Regions from separate parts of the Arachis hypogaea genome. Here region 2 is linked to region 1. The links are chromatin contacts, called in public Hi-C maps. All regions are on one chromosome and are shown on one strand. The core of a region is the stretch at or near the end of the contact, and the rest is flanking DNA. Distances in the headings are between cores, read along the strand shown.

What was found. A called contact is a pair of places that touch in the nucleus more often than the background predicts.
Region 2: a Hi-C map of leaf shows a contact between it and region 1, with 2.6 times the contacts expected there. The contact joins the enhancer-like site here to the promoter of LOC112755140 in region 1. A contact is called at or near these places in 2 of 8 Hi-C or Micro-C datasets (both in leaf).

Annotation. Positions count from the first base shown.
Region 1 is chr16:135,278,563-135,283,266 of arahy.Tifrunner.gnm2.J5K5, forward strand. It overlaps LOC112755140, which reads left to right and starts at 3,204. Exons shown (of 3, transcript XM_025803052.3): 1 at 3,204-3,427; 2 at 3,607-4,332. The coding sequence starts at 3,628.
Region 2 is chr16:135,380,053-135,384,777 of arahy.Tifrunner.gnm2.J5K5, forward strand. It overlaps LOC112755143, which reads left to right. Exons shown (of 19, transcript XM_025803056.3): 18 at 1-226. Among protein-coding and RNA genes, the nearest start is that of LOC112755144, 6.6 kb to the right of the region's middle. Within about 2 kb of position 2,244, at least 1 of the 3 cell types and tissues checked has open chromatin away from gene starts, as enhancers often do.

The sequences.
Region 1 (4,704 bases), core at 1,954-4,453:
CTGTAACATTTTAAGATGCTAAAACAATACTAACTTAGACTGAAGCAACATATAAATGGACCTGCATCACTTAGTGCACACATTAAACAAACTTGAGCTTTTATCCTAAATAATATTTGTCATCATATATGAGCTCAAAATCAAACTTAGCTCAACAACTTTACTTTAGTTGATGTAAATCAAAAATACATTCTCTTAATTTTTATATTAATTTTTTATCATTTATTATTTTTATATATTTTTTATTCTACTTAAAAAATATATGATAAAAGATCACATTTAAAAAAAAAATTAAGAAGACTCATTTTTTTCAGAAGCAAGTGAGTAGTGTTGTATCCAAAAAAAAAAAAAATAAACCAACCTCCAATCTTTTATTAATCACCAGTAAAGAATATAACTTTCAGTATTTACAAATCCGACACTAAATTGGGTTGTTTTTGATATTACAAAAAACTGCTTCAAATATTTATAATTTTATTGGTTTAAAAAGAGTGAACTGACGCATCCTGAAACTTAACTGACGCATCCTGAAACTTTTTTAAAAGTAGCCAATCATATAACACTATCTTTCACGGGCTTTTATCACACTCGATCATTTTAACTTTTTAAGAGATTTATTTTTATATTTTATAGAATAAATTTCTGGTTTCATAAAGAGATTTTTTCTATTCATTTAAAAAAAATAAAAAAGAGAGAATGAAGAGAAAAAATAATAAATGATAGATAGACATAGATTTATTTAATGGAGGAAATATATATTTTTTTCTCCCTATTTTAAACGTTACTGATAAATGGGAAAGGAACTTCGTTAGGTTAGATTTTGGCATCAAAAAATGGGAGCCATCCTACTCATATTATTTATGCCTAACCCGCGGGCGTTCTTTCTTAAGATTTACATTTCCTTTATAGTTTCTAGTATTCATGTCATAAAATAAAACGCTTACATAAAACGCGTTAAAAAAAGTTTCTCCTTGTGTATGATTTCTGTTTGATGAAAAATTCGAAAGAATGGTGCATTTTGGTATTTTTCTCAGCAACTTTGCTAAGTAATCAAATTAAGATGGTAGTCAATTAGTATATAAACTAGAAAAAAAAGTCTAACAATAAAAAAAATTTAAATCCACACATTTTTTCAATAAGGAAGAAAAAAAACTTAATTTTACATTTTTTTAATTTTTTATAAAAAAAATATGAATTTAAATTATCATAAAAAATATTTAAAATTAAATAAAAAGAAACATCTAAAATCTAAAAAAATATCTAAAACCAAATAAAAAATATATTCAAAATTATTATAAAAATAATATCCAAAACCTAATAAAAAAATATTTGAAAGTCTGAAACGTAACAAAAAAAAAATTTAAAATCTAACAAAAAAAGAAATAACCAAAATTATTTTAAAAAATTCAAAACTAATAAAACGAGACATTCAAAATTAATGAAAAATTTTTCGAAAACTAACAAAAGAAACATCTAAAACTATTTAAAAATTATCAAAAACCTAAAAAGGAGACACTTATAAAAACATCCAAAATATATAAAAAAGGCAAATATAAAATTTAGGAGAAAGAAACATCCAAAACAAAAAGAATCATCCAAATTTTACAAAATGAACGTCGTCTGTCACGGCAAGAGGACTTCCACTGGATGGCAGCATGACGGGACGAGAGAAAATGGATGAAGAGGCTTCGCGGTGAGAAGGGTTGGGGGAGAGGGGGCGAATCGCGACGCGAAGGATTGGCAAGAGTCAGGAAGGGGAGGTGCTGTGACAATAGATAGACTAGGAGTGACGAGAAAGGTTGGAGGGGGAGGGCGCAACATCGCGGTGAGAGAAGTTGGAGAGAAAGATTGCGACGTGAAGGGCTGGAGTGGGAAGATGCATATTTTTTTACCTCCACTTGATTTTTTAAAAAGTTAGCTCTACTTGATTATATTTAGAGTTAGTTTCTTATACTTTCTCTTTTCTCAAATATAACATTAGTGAAAAAATTCGGATGACGAATTTCGACCACCAGCAAGAACATGTGAAATAAAAAAGGCTTCTATTTTTATAAAATTTAAAATAAATTAAAAATATAATTCTCCCATAGTAAATTCACCTTTTGCAAATAATAAAAAAGTAGTAAAATTTGCCTCCAAATTTTATTATTTTTTGAAAGCATCTCTAACTATATTTGTATGTGTCCCATATTTTTTAAAATCATCTATTATTTTCATTTTTAGAGATTTAGTTTGGCCTCCCAAATCATATTCAAAATTTCGCCTCAAATTATAAGCTCTCAGATTTTATTTCTTTTGGGATTATGATATCATAGTCATATTTTGGGCAAAAAGCTAGTAATAAAAGTGCTTTTTGGCCAAAAATCATGTTTAAAGCTTTCCTGGTTAGTTGTCATACAAAACTGTACAATGCAAGCAGTTTTGCTCCCTGCAAATGTGAAGAAAAAGCAATCGATCACTTAACTCTGTCTCTCCACTTAACTAAAATCTGTCTTGGTCTTAGACTCTTAGCTGTTATATAGTTACGCATTTTAGTTCAGTGTCCTACTATCATTTATGCAACCAGCCAATCAATAGCTGAATGATTGTTTTAGGGTTAGTTTTCGTTAGAATCAGCAAGTGTTTATCACTATTCACTAGACAAAAACTCATGGCGTTGATAACGCTGCAACCTATGAAGTCCAGAAAGTGATAAAGACACCACACCATAAAGACGACGGACACATTATAGGCAACTTTTTAAAGTGGCATTATACCACACAATATATGTATGTGCTAGTTTATTTTTTGGAAAATGATGGAGACTAACATTAGTGAAAGAATTGAGTTAGTTTTTTTTTTTCTTTTTCGGTATCTCCATAACTTAACAGGTTAAGAATTAATATGTGAATTTTATTTAAAAATTTGTTATTGATTAATAGATTACTATATATACAAAAGTAAGATAGAATTTAAATCTCAAAATTTACTTAAACAGATTAATAAATTAACTACTAAATTAATTTTAATTGATTAAAAATGTGTATATTAAAATTAACTACTAAAATTAATTACTAATATAAAATACATATTAAAATATAAAATATATATTAAAACTAAACTTATTTATATACCAATACATAATAATTAATTTTAATGGCTAATTTTAGTGGATTGGAAAAATGTTGGTTAGCTTTATTTATCAATTTATTTTTTCCCTGAGGAAAGGAGGTACTCCATAACAAATCATCAAGTCCTAAGCACCCTTACTATCTAGTTGTTTCTTCAATTGTGTTAATCAGCCTTTATCTTCCCTTCAGATTCCGAGATGAACAAAATGATTCAGAAAATATCCTCCTTTGCTGTGTGATCAGCCACCTTCTGCAGTGTCCATTTAGCTTTTCCTTGAAGTGTTTTGAACACTTCCCAGTTCCCACCACATTACCAAGTGAGTGTAATTATGGCTGTTTCCTTTCTTGATATTTGTAATTAAAAATTCTGATTATTACAAACCCTCGTATATCCTTTTAATTAACCATGGCAACTAAGTTATATTATATGGTCTCGTTGCTACTATATTCGTCGTTCTTTCTTTAATGACCATCTGATTTGAGCAATTTCAACTAGGAAGGAACAAAAAGTCTTCCAATGCCTCCAACATATTTCCCTCTTCGCTGGGAAAGCACAGGGGACCAATGGTGGTTCGCATCGCCAATAGACTTTGCTGCTGCTAACGGCCACTACGACTTGGTTCGCGAGCTTCTTCGAATCGATAGCAACCACCTCTTCAAGCTCACCTCGCTCCGCCGTATCCGCCGCCTCGAACTAGTATGGGATGACGACGGCGGAGACCAGTTCCATGACGTCGCCAAGTGTCGCTCTTACGTAGCCCGGAAGCTTCACGAAGAGTGCGAATCGAAGAAAGGAAAGAAGAAAAACGATTCTCTGATCCGCTCCGGGTACGGCGGGTGGCTCATGTACACTGCTGCATCAGCAGGGGACTTGGAATTCGTTCGGAAGCTTCTGGAGAGGAACCGTCTGCTGGCTTTTGGAGAAGGCGAGTATGACGTCACTGATGTGTTGTATGCTGCTGCCAGGAGCAAGAATAGTGAGGTTTTCCGGCTGCTGTTTGATTTTGCGGTTACCGGAAAACAACGTGGTAGTCTGGAGGAGGAGATGGTTCCGTCTGTTTATAGGTGGGAGATGACAAATAGGGGTGTTCATGCTGCTGCTAGAGCTGGTAATTTAGTCATTTTGGAGGACCTTCTTGCAAATTCTTCTGATCTTTTGGCTTATAGAGATGCTCAGGGATCTACTGTCTTGCATTCGGCTGCAGCTAGAGGCCAAGTTGAGGTTAGCTTCTACTCATTTTACTCTTTTTTTTAACAAGACTTTTTAAAAAAAGAATCATCTTGTTGGGAAAAATGTCAATTTTTAGATAAATATATCAAATGAATTAGACCTTTTAAAGGTACTATACAAATTTAATTTTTCTATAATATATATTTGAGAGATAATTTTAATTCTTCACTCCCTTTTTAATTTCTTGTGCTCCATTTTTATGGACTAATATAAATGGGTTCTCTACTGCATTTGTATACTTTTCTTTATTCTTTCTCATATTGCTTTTAACAGAGATTTTTGGTGCTATTTAAATACTTTTAGTAGTTTTATTCACAAATGGAAGAACATAATGTCTGAATAGAGTGCTTGTTCCTTCCTGCA
Region 2 (4,725 bases), core at 994-3,493, 100 kb after region 1:
GGATTCTTTGTCTCAAGTCCACAATGGGTCTGAACGGCCGAGGTTCAAATTCGATGGTAGTTTTGATCGGACATTCCCTTCAGAAAATGACTCTTCCAATAGTCCGGATTCGTCAAAAAGTTTTAGTGACACCCAGTTAGATGCATTCCACCATCGCCATGGGTTGTTGTTGTTGCATTTTGTTGCAACGATGATGTTTGCCCCCTCCATGGTAGCTTGGTTCCAGGTATTGATATAAATAAACTTTTTTCTGATGAACAACTAGATTAAAAGTAGCATTCTTTTGCACTTTAATTTGGAAATCATACCACTTGTTTATTTTTCATAGCCAAATTTAGTAATTAACAACTATTTAAAATTTTGAGAGTTATGTATTAGGTGATAAGGAAAGGCTAAATTAAAAGAGGAGCCAGCTAACAAATGTTACTCCCAAAAGTTTTAATCCAGGTTATTACCCAACTTAAAGGGAAACAAGGGTTTAAACGTAGTATAACCTCGAGAAAGAAGTTTTTAGAGGCAGAGTGATTAGCTTGGATAGAAGTATTAGACTCCTATCTATTAACTTGCTCCATTCTTGTCCATGAACATACAGATGCAGCCAAAACCAATTTAATAAAGTACTAAAGTTTTCTAGTCAATCCTTTGAATTAAAAGCTTTTACTAGGTAGATCAAGTGCAAAAAAGTTGGTATAATTTGAATAATGCATTTCTGTCCTTTGTTTTGTCAAATAATATATTCTAAAAATATATGTATGTTAAAGAAGTCAAAGCAATGTGATAGAACCAGCACTAGCAGAACGGGTAAGCTTTATTGCTGCATAGGGATTGCCAATTAGCACTCCCTAGAAGATTCTACACAGTTGGAACTACCAACTCGGAGAGGGATTCTCTCCGGTTTCTAACAGAATCCGTAACAGAAAATGGACATAAAACTAAATTAACTATAACCTAACTATTTATAGGTAGTGAGTAATAGAGTCCAACAACCTAGCCAGCTGGACCATGCTAACAACTCCTAAAACTGCCACTTAACTGCTACTTACCTCTCCTTTTGTAACACATCCCAAACCTGTTAGTAGTAGGCGTCTCTCTATCAGTACGCCCCCCTTGGACAACCACCTTGTCCTCAAGGTGGAACTCCGGAAAGGTAGCCCGCAATGTTGCCGCTCACTCCTAGCTGTCCGCACAATGAGAGAGGCCCACCTAATGCACCAAATTCTCCAAATCCCCGTCCTCTGCGGTACGTGATGCCACGATCTGAGAAGGATTCATCACCAGCTCACCATCCTCAGCCAGCCCTGGTGGAAGCCTCTGCACCTGCTGCTACGACGGGACGGCTTTTTTCAACTTGCTAATGTGGAAGACCAGGTGAAGTCTGCACCCTGGAGGCATGGCTAACCTGTATGCCACCTCCCCTATCTTCTCAATCACTTCAAATGGCCCATAGTAACGAGGGCTCAGCTTTTCATTGACCCTCCATGCTAGTGCCTGCATCCAATAAGGTTGCACTTTCAAACAAACCCACTCGCCAAGCTTGAACTCCACATTCCTTCGATGCCCATCTGCTGCCTGTTTCATCCGCTGCTGAGCCTGCACCAAGTGCGTCTTCAGCTCCGCGAAAACAGCATCCCTGGCTGCAGTCAATGCTGCCACCTCCTTGACATACGCTGGAAATGTCTCTCCATGGAAAAGAACAGGTGTTGGCACCCCATAAAGTGCTTGAAATGGTGTTGTTTGGGCTGAGGCATTGTAGGAGGTATTAAACCAAAACCCAGCCCATGGTAGCCTCTCCATCCATTTCTTTGGGTAGCCACCCACAAAGCACCGCAAATAAGTCTCCAAACAGCGATTCACCACTTTGGTTTGGCCATCAGTTTGAGGATGAAATGGCGTGCTGTACTTCAATTTTGTCCATGTGGCTTGGAATAGTTCGGACCAAAACTTACTCATGAACACCCTATCCCTATCCGATATGATCGACTTGAGAAAGCTGTGTAGTTTAACCACCTCCTTAATAAAGGCTAGTGCCACCTCCTTGGCTGAAAATGGATGAGCTAGGCGGATGAAGTGAGCGTATTTAGTTAACTGATCGACCACTACCAGGATAGTGTCCAGGACTTTGGATTTTGGCAATCCCACCACAAATCCATTGTAACATGCTCCCAAACTCTCTCCGGAACTGGTAGGGGCTGCAACAGCCCCGCCGGTTTCATCGCGGCATACTCGTTTTGCTGGCAAGCGTGGCAACCAGCAACATAATCCCTGATCCTTTGCCTCATGCTGCGCCAATGAACAGCTGCTGCCAGCCGCTAGGTCCGAAAGAAGCCTGAATGTCCTCCTACCCCACTATCATGGGACTCAGCCAGAGTGGGATCTGAGAAGAATCTGCAGTCAAAACTGCCCTCCCTTGATAAAACATCCTACCCTTATGTAGGGAATACCCCGGATAGTCATCCAAACCCTGCTACAAGGCGACCACAATCTTTTGCAGCTCTTGGTCGTGAGCCACCTCCTCCTGCACCGTTTCCCAGTTCATATGCAGTACCGAGATTGCCCTTGACATCATTTGTCGTGACAATGCATCTGCCGCCTTATTCTCAAGGCTTGGCCAGTACCGGATCTCAAAATCCAAGCCTAATAATTTAGTAGTCCATTTCAAATAAGCTGGGTCCATGAGTTGCTGGTCCGTGAGGAATTTCAGACTTTGCTGATCTGTGAGAACAATAAAATGGCGACCCAACAAGTAATGCCGCCACTTTTGGACAGCGAAGACAATGGCCATCAACTCCCTTTCATATGCAGATTTTTGCCAGGCCCTTGGAGATAGTGCTTGGCTTAGGAATGCTATTGGTCTGCCCTGTTGGGACAGCACTGCACCCAACCTCTCACTCAATGCGTCTGTTTCCAACACAAAGTCTTGATTGAAATCTGGAATTGCTAGAGTCGGTAGGTCTGCCATCAGCTTCTTCAATCTCTCAAAAGCTTCTTGGGCCTTGTCATTCCGTTCAAATGCATTTCGCTTTGTCAACTCCATCAACGGCTTGGCTATAACCCCATATCCTTGCACAAAATGCCTATAATATCTAGTAAGGCACAAGAATCCCCATAAAGCCCGCTGGTCTGTAGGCACCGGCCACTCGAGCATTGCTGTGGTTTTGTTAGGATCAGCCGAGACCCCTTGCGCCGAGACAATGTGACCCAAGTATTCCACTAAGCTCACCGCGAACGTGCATTTCTTCTCATTCAACACCAGTTGGTTCTCCAATAAGATCTGGAAAACTTGTTGGAGGTGAAGGGCATGGCTTGCTATATCATGACTATAGATGAGGATGTCATCGAAAAAGACCAAGACGAATTTCCGTAATAGAGACTTAAGAATGTCATTCATCAAGGCTTGGAAGGAGCTAGGGGTGTTGATCAAGCTGAAGGGCATGACTAGAAACTCATAATGGCCCTCATGAGTGCGGAAGGCGGTCTTGTGGATGTCTTGATCCCTCATCCGAATTTGTGGTACGTGGATTTTAAATCCAACTTAGAGAAAACTGCAGCTCCTGCCAATTCATTGAGTAGCTCGTCAATGACGGGGATAGGAAATTTATCCGGCACCGTAATACCATTTAACGCTCTATAATCAACACAAAAACTCCAGCTGCCGTCCTTTTTCTTCACCAACAATATCGGGCTAGTGTAAGGGCTGGAGCTTGGCCGAATTATCCCTGAGGCCAGCATTTCTCTCACCATTTGTTCAATCACTGATTTCTGATGGTGCGGGTAATGATAAGGTCTTATATTCAGGGCCGAAGCTCCTTCCTTCAATGGAATTGCATGATCATGGCGACGGTGCGGTGGCAACCCTGGTAAGGTCTGAAACACCTTAGCATTAAAAGCTAACACCGATTGTATCACCTCCGGCACCTGCGATATAGTGGCAGCCTGCAAAGTCATGGGCCACAGCTATACCATAAATCCTCCTCCCCTTTCTTGAATGGACAAAACTGCAGATTGAAGGTGCATGCCTCCATAGCAAAGCTCCGAGTCCCCCTACAAAGTAACCATGTTCTCCCATTCTGAAATCGAAGGCGTGACTTTTTGAAGTTTGTGATGACATCTCCCAACTTATCTAGCCACGCCAGCCCCGAGACAAACTCCGCTTCGTCAGTTGGGAAAATGAAGAAGCCTTCCTTGATCGTCAATTCCTTGAATTGGAGAGTTACACCCAAACGCCTTCCTTGTCCCCCTTTATTGCTGCTGTCCGCTACCTTGACCTGGAAATTAGGGGTGTTGTCAATCCTTAAGCCCAACTCGGTGATGATCTCCGGTGTCATGAAGTTGTCCGAAGCTCCACAATCTATGAGAACGTGCACATGGCGGCCATTTATCTCTGCCCAGGCTTTGATTGACTTGTGATGTCCATTCAAGCTCATGAATTTGAGTTCCAATTGCCCCTGCTCCCCTGTTTCTGGAACCGCCTCATGCTGTAACCAATCAGCTTCGGCTCCATGATCAAAAGCTTGAACTCCCTATTCTTGCAAACGTGATCTGCAGTGTACTGTTCATCACAGAGGAAGCATTCCCCCTGGCGTGCTTTGCCCTATACTCTTTGTGGCTGAGATGTCTCAATCCGCGCTGTGGTAAGGGATCCGTCGTCGACTCTGCACCCTTGCTTGCTGAAGAATTGGACACTGTAGCAGGGTGCACAGCTTTGGTGGCGGTTGAATTGACAAC